Regions from separate parts of the Sus scrofa genome. Here regions 1 and 3 are each linked to region 2. A link is a contact called in public HiChIP or PLAC-seq data. All regions are on one chromosome and are shown on one strand. Each heading gives the region's core, a stretch centred on a gene start, on an enhancer-like site or on the middle of the called end of the contact. The rest is flanking DNA. Distances are from core to core; before and after follow the strand shown.

The links. HiChIP or PLAC-seq counts read pairs in DNA pulled down with a chosen protein or histone mark.
Region 1: a contact with region 2 is called in an H3K27ac HiChIP or PLAC-seq map of alveolar macrophages. The contact joins the promoter of TIA1 here to the enhancer-like site in region 2. A contact is called at or near these places in 4 of 47 Hi-C or Micro-C datasets (embryonic fibroblasts, epiblast stem cells, omental adipose tissue and 1 more) and 2 of 2 datasets of contacts at active chromatin or transcription factors (alveolar macrophages and skeletal muscle).
Region 3: a contact with region 2 is called in an H3K27ac HiChIP or PLAC-seq map of alveolar macrophages. The contact joins two enhancer-like sites. A contact is called at or near these places in 1 of 47 Hi-C or Micro-C datasets (retroperitoneal adipose tissue) and 1 of 2 datasets of contacts at active chromatin or transcription factors (alveolar macrophages).

The regions. Positions count from the first base shown.
Region 1 is chr3:72,239,231-72,242,134 of Sscrofa11.1, reverse strand. TIA1 (nucleolysin TIA-1) reads right to left here and starts at 1,600. Exons shown (of 13, transcript XR_002342584.1): 1 at 1,286-1,600. It overlaps TRNAG-CCC (a tRNA gene), which reads right to left and starts at 1,923; the gene lies at 1,853-1,923.
Region 2 is chr3:72,692,170-72,695,498 of Sscrofa11.1, reverse strand. No RefSeq gene overlaps it. Among named protein-coding and RNA genes, the nearest start is that of ANXA4, 39 kb to the right of the region's middle. Within about 2 kb of position 1,263, at least 60 of the 83 cell types and tissues checked have an H3K27ac peak or open chromatin away from gene starts, as enhancers often do. A contact at or near this core is called in alveolar macrophages, epiblast stem cells, omental adipose tissue and 1 more, where this site is marked.
Region 3 is chr3:72,417,883-72,420,949 of Sscrofa11.1, reverse strand. It overlaps ASPRV1 (retroviral-like aspartic protease 1), which reads right to left. Exons shown (of 13, transcript XR_002342602.1): 7 at 2,811-2,945. Among named protein-coding and RNA genes, the nearest start is that of PCBP1, 39 kb to the right of the region's middle. Within about 2 kb of position 1,804, at least 3 of the 83 cell types and tissues checked have an H3K27ac peak or open chromatin away from gene starts, as enhancers often do. A contact at or near this core is called in alveolar macrophages, where this site is marked.

The DNA of each region.
Region 1 (2,904 bases), core at 351-2,850, 450 kb after region 2:
AAATCTTTCAAAAAACAAAGGTCATGCACTAATTGCCGTATCATATTAAAAAATTTTTGAGATAAACTAGCCAAAAGTTTACTGATCTATTAAGAAAACAAGTGTGACTATATTTCCCATATTGTTTACAAAATGGCAACTATTTCTGTGGTGAAAAAATAGTTGATTACATTGTACTTCATAAGTGATATCTAGAGACTTGCAAAAAGAAACCGAAGGGCGCATTTTTAATGCATAGAGTTCTCAAATTGTCAGTCTTCCTAAGAATAAAAACAAAAAACTACATCAAAAACTCATTGGGCTTTTTTCTTTCTTTTGGAGAAAAGCAACAAAGGCAGGATCACCTCATCCGACTATACTTGGAAAAACAAAGAATGCTGGGGAAGGCTACATGACAAAGAAAAGATCCCAAACGAAGATCATTTAACACTACCTCTAAAAATTCCCAGAGGTGACTAAATACGTTAAGGTACTTATTAATTGCTGCTTCATTAAAAACTCCCCAGTCCTTCAGAGTCATGTCAATCACAAAAGTAGAAGGCGAAGATATAAACGTATTAGATCCACTTCCCCTTAGTAGATCTATCCCTCCGGGTGAGATTTCCATTTGAAAAAACAAACAAAAAAACCCCCAAACAAACAAACAAACACAGCACTTTCAAAATCCTCAAGGGGTCCGATTTTAGACTTTTTCATCTGGAGAGGGGGTGCCACAGAAGGAAAGCCAAAGAAAAGTTCAAAGAAAAACATCTGGCTTTTTTTCCAGTTGGCAACTGCGGGAATAAAGTTTACCTCCCGGAAAATGAGTCCAAACATTTTCAAGAGAAGAATGCCTATCAACGAGAAGGAAATGAAAGGAAGAGTTTCTGGGAAAAAAACTAAAATGAAAGGAAATAAAGCTCGAAAAGAGGTTAATCGAGAAGCCGGGGTGGGGGGGGGGGAGAAGAAAAGCGTGGGACAAAAAGGCTCGCCAAGTTCTAAAGAGGTTTGAATTAAAAAGTCTTCTCCTGGCCTAAAACCACAGAAGGCCCCGGGCGAAGCCAAAAGCCACGCTGTGGGGTAGTAAACGTGTAGGGACTAATTTAGAGGGTTGAGCCCCCTCTCCCTCCAGCTCGTCCTCTCACAGCCGGGGTCTCGGTCCCTAGGCAGCCAGGTGAGCGCCTAAAATAGGAGCCACGAAATCGCGGCGTCCACGGGGAACAATAGGCTGAGCAACGGCGCTGAGCCGAAGCCTCGCTCCGGGACCACCACCATCCCGCCCCCCTCATCGCTGCCCCAGACTCACAGAGTCTTAGGCATCTCGTCCTCCATGGCTGCTGCTGTCGCGGCGGCGCCTCTGAGTCCAGCTCCCTACGCTTTACTACCTCACAAATCTTTTGAGCGGCTATGGCTGCGGAATAGCGGGGGTTTCTTGGCTGACCGGAGGTTACTCCGCCTCCTTCTTCGACAGCAATGACACTAAACCACCCGGCCCAGAGCGAACAATGAAGCCCCGATACAAGATGGCGGCGAGCCGGGAGCCTTGGAGCCGCCAGCGAAGTGACCCGGGCCGCGCAGGCGCAGAAGAATCTTGCACTTTCAACCTCCCGGCCGCCAGGCTACACCTCAGTCCATACATTCACTTGTTGCGCAGCCGCTCTTCCAACCACGCCAGGGATTTGTCTCAGACTGCGCAGGCGTGAAGGTTAACTATTTCAGGACTACAGTAAACTTTATTGAATTCCACCTCCCGATTCGAATGTTTCAACGGTGAATTATAATGAAATATAAATATTCGTGGAAATGAAAAGTTCGAAGTGTTTCTACAAGAAGAAAAAGCTATAAAAATAATCTAAGGCAAAGCAAAAGGCCATGCGCCGCCCGGGAATCGAACCCGGGTCGCAAGAATGGGAATCTTGCATGATACCACTACACCAGCGGCGCTGACGGTAATGCTTCTTGCAGAAATGCTTTAGAACTAATAGCAAGCAAACTTTCGTTCCCGAACAGCTATGAGGAAGGTTCGTTCACTCCTTTAAAAACAAAAGCCTATTGCTACTTTCCCTTAATGTAAGTGATGATTTCTCTCATTCCAATACAGTTAAATGGATGTTCCTACTTTTTCAGTACGGAAAAATCTCATTTAAAATTTGTTTTTAAACTTAAAAAGTAAGAGTTTCATTAAGAAGAATTTGTCTTGTTGGTGTTAAGCAGCTTTTTGAAAGCCGGGCATGTATTTCCAGATTTTTGCGGAGTTTTTCTTTATGTACTCAGTGTACATTGGAAAATATTAAAGAAATATTTATTTAATGCAAATCGGTCCCAAGAATTCTAAAACCATATGAATTGGGGCATATACAAGTTTCAGTCCTTTTGGGGTGGGTGGGGGGGAGGCAGAAAAATTAGGGTTCTGAAATGTACTTCAATATACTCATTATGCATTTTGTATTGCATTTTATAATTTATGTGAAAAAATTTAAACATTGGGGAATGTCCGTGTTCAAAAATGTGATCTCTTCTTTGAAGTAGTTCCTTTAGACTGTGATAATTTTGGATTACCATTTTTGGACTTGTCTTTAGAATCTGTTGCACATTCTTAGGATTTCATTCAAAGATATCAAATATTAGTCTTTTGAGGATGAATAAGACAAATGTTAATAGTAGATTGTATTTTTTTAAGAAACTTTTTGAGATATAATTTGCATAATGTACATTTCTTCCATTTAAAATATGCAGTTCAGTGTGGTTTTTTTAGTGTATTCACAGAGATGTGTAGCCATCTCATAATCAATTTTAGCACACTTTCACCATCCTGAATAGGAAAGCTGTACAATTAGCAGTTACTTCCTATTCCCCATCCCGCCCCTCTCCCCAACCCACTATTTTTGTGTTTCTATAAATTTGTCTATTCAGGACATTTCATAT
Region 2 (3,329 bases), core at 14-2,513:
TTTGTTCCCTCCATGTTAGATCATAAACTAAGCTCAGAAACTTAAAATTATCAAGCAGAGAAAAGGCAGAACCAGGTGTAGAATCCAAATCAGCCCGATCCTCAAACCCATGCTCTTAACCACATTAAACCACCTGCTTTAGCTGCAATTTTTTTTTTTTTTTTTTTTTGGTCGTTTTAGGGCCTTACCCACGGCATATGGAGGTTCCCAGGCTAGGGGTCCAATCAGAGCTGCAGCTGCTGGCCTACGCCAGAGCCACAGCCACACCAGATCTGAGAGAAGTCTGCAACCTACACCATAGCTTACAGCAACCCCGGATTGGATCCTTAACCTACTGAGCAAGGCCTGGGATGGAACCTGCGTCCTCACGGATGCTAGTCAGATTCCTTTCTGCTGAGCCACGACGGGGAACTCCCACCTTTAGCTGCATCTTAATAAAATTATTTAATATTACCTCTCCAGCTCTAAGGGTACTCGCACTTGCATTTGGATATAAAACGCATTCCCCAAAGCTGTTAGATGAAATCAGAATTCGCCTGTAGACTCAATGGGATTATTACGCAAGCATTCACTGAGTACTTGCCATGTGGCAGAACAGTCGTGGATGTCGGTCCGAAGACCACCTAGACCCTGTCAGTGCCTTCAAGAGCTTTAAGGGGCTTGGATGGGGGAAGCCGGTAGGAAGATATAAAGGCTGCCTTACAAGGGGAGAGCTAAGCTTCAAGGCCACACCCCAGAGCTACTGGCCAGTAGCGACCCCGGATAATTAATTTAGAGGTGAAGAGAGAGATGAAGGACCGCTCGAAACCCAAGATTTCCCTAGGGAGTGGGAATTCGGCTTTTCTTAAGGGAGACATGAAACTCCTGGGAACTTTGGAGGATTTAATGTTTCAAGGTCAAGAGTGAAACGAAATGCGCCCTTCTGATTTCATTTTCCACTTTTAAGGCCACAAGCACGGCGTGAAGAAGAACGGAGTCCGGGGAAGGAGGCTTTGACTCCCGCCGCGGCGTGAGCACGGCGAGTGCGCGGCCTTCCGAGGTGTGGTGGCGCCAGGGCACCGGACACCAGAGTTCGACCGCTCGGCCTCGCGGGGACCGGGGAGGGTCGGGCAGGCTGGGATCCAGGCGGAGGACTAGGTGGGGGCAGCCCCCTACCCCTGGCGTCCCCTGCAGCCGTCCCAGGCCCCGGCTCCAGGTGCGCTTCGCCCGCGGAGGGTTTTCCGGTCCTGGCAGAGGGACAACCAGGAACTCTGGCTCAGTCTCCACCCCGAAGCGGGGCGGGCCTGGCCCGCCTGGAATAAGACCCGCTGCCCGGCCCCGCCAGGGTGTGTTCTCCGTGGCCGCAGAGAACGAGCGCCGTCTCGGTTCGGCTTGAGGGGTAAGGGGGGTCCTGGGCCGGGGGTCCCGGGCTCGGGAAGGGGCGCGGCAGTCCCGGAGCGCCTGGCGGGGGTGGCCAGTCGGGCGCCAAGCCAGGGAGGGGGTGCCCGCCGCTGGCCTGCGGGCGGGGCTCGGGCGGCCCTGGGTGGAGCGGGCTGGGGCTCGCTCCAGGTGAGCAAGAGGAAGGCAAACACCGTCCTTATCCACGGGCACCTTCCAGAAGGACCTCCAGAGCAGTTTAGGCAGCTCAAGATATACACCGGTCAGAGACCATCGCAGTTTATTGAGTTTATGTGCCAAGCATTGTGCTGGGTTTAGGCATTGCAAAGAAAGGATTAAGTAATACTCCTTGGAGCTGTTTCAGTCCAACACCCGCTTCTATTTTTTGCTCATTTTAAGAAACTTACGGAGTCCCCGTTGTGGCTCAGCGGAAACGAACCCAACGAGTATCCATGAGGACACGGGTTCGATCCAAGGCTTCGCTCAGTGGGTTTGGAATCTGGCGTTGTCTCGAGCTGTGGTACATGTAGGTCGCAGTCGCTCCTCGGATCTGGTGTGGCTGTGGCTGTGGCTGTGGCTTAGGCCAGCAGCTGTAGCTCCAATTAGACCCCCTAACCTGGAAACTCACATATGCTGCAAGTGTGGCCCTTAAAAAAAGAGAAAGAAAAGAAATTTACTCCTTTTCCTAGTTTCTTACCCTTTTCTCCTCGTGTATCTAATGGCCCTCAGCACAGTGCCTGACACATGGGAATCTGTTTTATTATGAGATCTGTGACACAGCCTCACTCTTTTAATTATGGCTTTGACCAGCCGGAGACCTTGGGACCAAAGAGGTTATTGCTTTTCAGCAATGTACCCAACGTTAAGTGCTTCCCAAGTTGATGCAAGTCTTGGAGCTGTTAGGCTCTGGAGTAACCCACAGCTTGCCTAAAAAGTGGGCATCTGCTCTCTTCGGCTGACAGTGAAATGACTGGGGTCCCCCTCTAAATGATCCATCTCATTGCCCATCAGTTCTAGGAACCCCCCCCCCCCAATCCTCCTTGCATAGCCAAGCCCTAGCTCTTTAGTTGCCAGGGAATTCTCAGGTGACAGAGGTGGACACAAGCAAGAAGCAGAGGACAAGGACAGAATAAGGAAATGGGTAACCATGGCCACCCCGGGCCTGCCCAGGACCCGCCCAGGACCAGCTGACTTCCCAGAGCCCTTTCCGGTCAAGGCCAGATCCTTCAGGTTCAGCTTACCTCAGATTTCTATTGCTTTGGGGCCACACACATACACACACACGCGCGCGCGTGCGTGCTTGCATATACACACAATTATTGAATCAAGGTGCCTATGAATTTCCCTCCTTGATATTCTCATCTTTGGTTAGGGATAATTTTTCTTTGAAAGTAATTTAGAGAGTAACATTCACAGTCAAGTCAGAGCACACCCGTCCTCAGCATCTGAAAGATGAACAGCCTCCATGTCATCCCCACAGTCCTGGTTGCAGCCCATTTCTTTGCTTATGTCTAGATGCTCAGTTGTTTGTCCAGTCTTGCTCATCTGCTTGTAGACTTAAGGTTGCTCTTCTCCAAGGGAGATGGAGGTGAGTGGCAGGCACTGGGATAGCAGATGGTGTGCCGGAGAAGCTTCAGAATAAACAAGAGGGGGGATTTTCTTTGAGTTTTATCCAGGTATTTGAGGATAGGCATTCCCACTCTGGTGCAAGTGGATCAGAAGCATCTCTACAGCACCAGGACGCAGGTTTGATCCCCAACATGACACAGTGGGTTAAAGGATCCGGCATTGCCACAACTTCAGCTTGGATCTGATCTCTGGCCTGGAAACTCCATATGGCATGGGGTGCCCAAAAAAGGGGAAAAAAGCCAGAACCAACAAAAACATATTTGAGGATAGAAACTCTTTATATATATATATATTCTGTAGTAAATATATATGTGTATATATAT
Region 3 (3,067 bases), core at 555-3,054, 280 kb after region 2:
GTAAATAGCCAAGTGCTCAGTGGGCATCTGTTGAATAAAGGGCAGCAGGAGAGATTTCCTACCCCCTAAGAATTTTTTTCACTGTCACATTATCTTCACCTGAAACTTCTCCATTTGATGACCATTCCTTTGAGATAAAGCCTTGTGTGCTTCTCAAAACTGTGTTCCACCAAACACCATATTGTGAGATTTTAATAAATACTTCTTCAGCCAAAAAAAAAAAATGATTCTCCAGTTAAGTAAGTCTAGAAAATGTTACATTCTCTATCTCCCTTTTAGAGCTTTATAAATGTATATTAAAAGCTCTTTTTGAGGCAAAGGCAGTTGGAGAGCTAACATGAAATTCAGGATAAGGGCTTGACTAAGCCTAAGAGCCTTGTTCCAGAAGCATAGCTAGACAGACAAGCAAAACATCCAATTAGCGCAAAGAGTAGTAGGCAGAGTTCAGGGTGGTCAACACTGGAAGGTCAGCACATGCGCAAGACTCTACCTACTGAAGCCTGGCTGTAAGAAAAGGCTCTAGTATCGGAGAAGGTACCTGGCCTGAAAGGGGCCGGAAAGCAAAGGTCACAGCCCCTTATAAGGGGCTGACCTCAGGGTTATAGTTCTGTACAGAGTTAGGGGGTTCAGACAGGACAATTGGACAGAGCTTGAGCCCCTCAGGGAAAAGCCAAAATAAAGGTGAGATGGAGGAGATGCAGAGACTAATGGACAGAGTTTTTACCCAGGGCGGTGCCCAGGAGGAGTCCCTCCCTCCCGGGGGCACAGGCTCCAAAGTCCTGGTGATTAACAGATCCAGCTACATCACTACATTTTGTGTATGAGGCTGATTTAGCTGGAGAGAGGAGGGGGTACAGTACATCCAGAAATTTCCCAGAATTCCTTTGTAACTCAAGAGGTAAAGTTCCAGCACTGTCACTACTATGGCTTAAGTCACTATGACACAGGTTCAATCCCTGGCTCTGGAACTTTCACATGCTGCGGGTACAGTCACAAAACAAAAAAAAAACAGAAACCTCCAAAGAACTGTGCTGATTCCAGTAAGGAAGGAGGTCCAGACTCTGTCAAACTTTTGAAGGTGAAGGGTGGAGACCAAGTGCTCAGGTAATCCTCTAGGGAAATATGCTAGAATAAGTAAGAACATCAGAGGCCTGAATGAATCTAAAAGCCTGATCCAAAAGAAAATGCTTTGGACTTAGGGTAGAAATGTGGACAGAACAGAAGGTGAAGCCTAAGGGTTATGGGTACCCATTAACACAACTTTGAGGAGCTGGGAAAGGCACTGAGATTTGAGTTGTCTCTATTAAAGACTCCCTGGGGGAGGAAAAGATGTGAGAATTCAGATCACAAAAGCAGTTTGAGGGCACTGGTAAATGAAAGATGAACAGTCAACCAGGAATGAACTCAATCCAAAAAAGTTGAAGATCTGACTCACAGGTCAGATCTGATCTCACAGGCCAGCTGCCTGCTGGCACCTCTGGCTTAGTTATTGTGGCTCCATAAAGTTAGCGAACAAGAGGGAACTACACCTTTGTATAGATACCCCAAGGGCTTTGTCACTGCATTGGACGTGGTTTTACTTTCCGGTAAAGCCCTCCTCAGCATAGCTCATTGGGAAATCAAGACCAGAAGTTGCCCATGACCAGTGGCCCCTGAGGAAGTACCCTGCCCATGTTGTCATCAGTGGCCTTTTTTGCGCCACTATTCTACATCATTTCTGGGAAGCTGCCTCCTGCTTCCTAAGATCTGTGACGGTCTTGTCTGAGAATATCACAGCAAACCACACTCCAAGGTCCTACACTCCTTATTACATTCTGCCTGTCAGCTATTCTCCAGACAACACCATGACTGCATATCCATCACACTAGTAGGAAATCTCTCTCCTCAGCGTCCCCTCCCCTTTTTGCTATTTTTAGGGCCATACCCAAGGCATATAGAGGTTCCCAGACTAGGAGTTGAATCAGAGCTACAGCTGCTGGCCTACACCAGAGCCACAGCAACACCAGATCCGAGCCTCGTCTGTGACCTACACCAAAGCTCACGGCAACACCGGATCCTTAACCCACTGAGTGAGGCCAGGGATCGAACCCACAATTTCATGGTTCCTAGTTGAATTCGTTCTACTATACCACAATGGGAACTCCTCAGCACCCTCTCTTGAGTTCAAGAGCCTCCATCCCCACCACTCTCAGCTCCTTATCTTTCCTCAGGCAAAACTGTGAAGAAAACAAAGTGTTTCTTTAGGGGCTCAACTTTTCTTTTCAGGCCCTTTATCTCAAATTCAATGGTGTCTCCTTCCTATCCCTATGACTAGAGGCACAATGCTTTCTCCTCTCTGTCCCTGCCTTAGTCTAGTTCTCAGAAATCAATCTCATAAATTCATTTATACTTCTACTCACATGAGCAAAATGCTTCACAATCAAACTCTTTCCTGGAGTCTTCAATTTTCATAGGGTCTCAAAAGACTTAAATCAAGGGAAAAAATTTTCAGTTGTGGAATTCCAAGCAACAGCAAATGGTTAATGCAAATCTTTGAGGGCAGGACATATTCTTTGTGCCCCCTGAAATTATACCACTTGATAGACCAGGCCTGTCTCTTCTTATTTCATCACCTAACATCCTTAAGCAGTCTCCTCTCTCAGCCCAGAGGCCAGGCTCTCTTGGATATGGGTCAACACCACCATCTGGTCTTCCATGGAAAGGCAAAAGAGAGATACCTCTTGTTTACTCAGTAATAACTCACTGTAACAGTCACATAACAGGTGCCAATAGCTCCCAGTACATGCAGTAAGGCCACACTGCACTCTTACCTCTGTCCCCATCACAGCTTACTCCCCTGGAGAACATCAACAGATTTTATTTGGATAATAGGATTAGGCATCTTAAACAGTACATCAGAGTTACCAATGGTGTTCTCACATTGTGGGTTACACTGCTATGAATACCTAGAAGCAAAGAACAAAGGCTTTTATTAAACCTCCTCTATAGTCAACTGGTATCTTCCCTACATATGTTGTTGCAGTGTCTCTATACATAAAACCTAGAATTCTACAAAAAGGATGCTGTG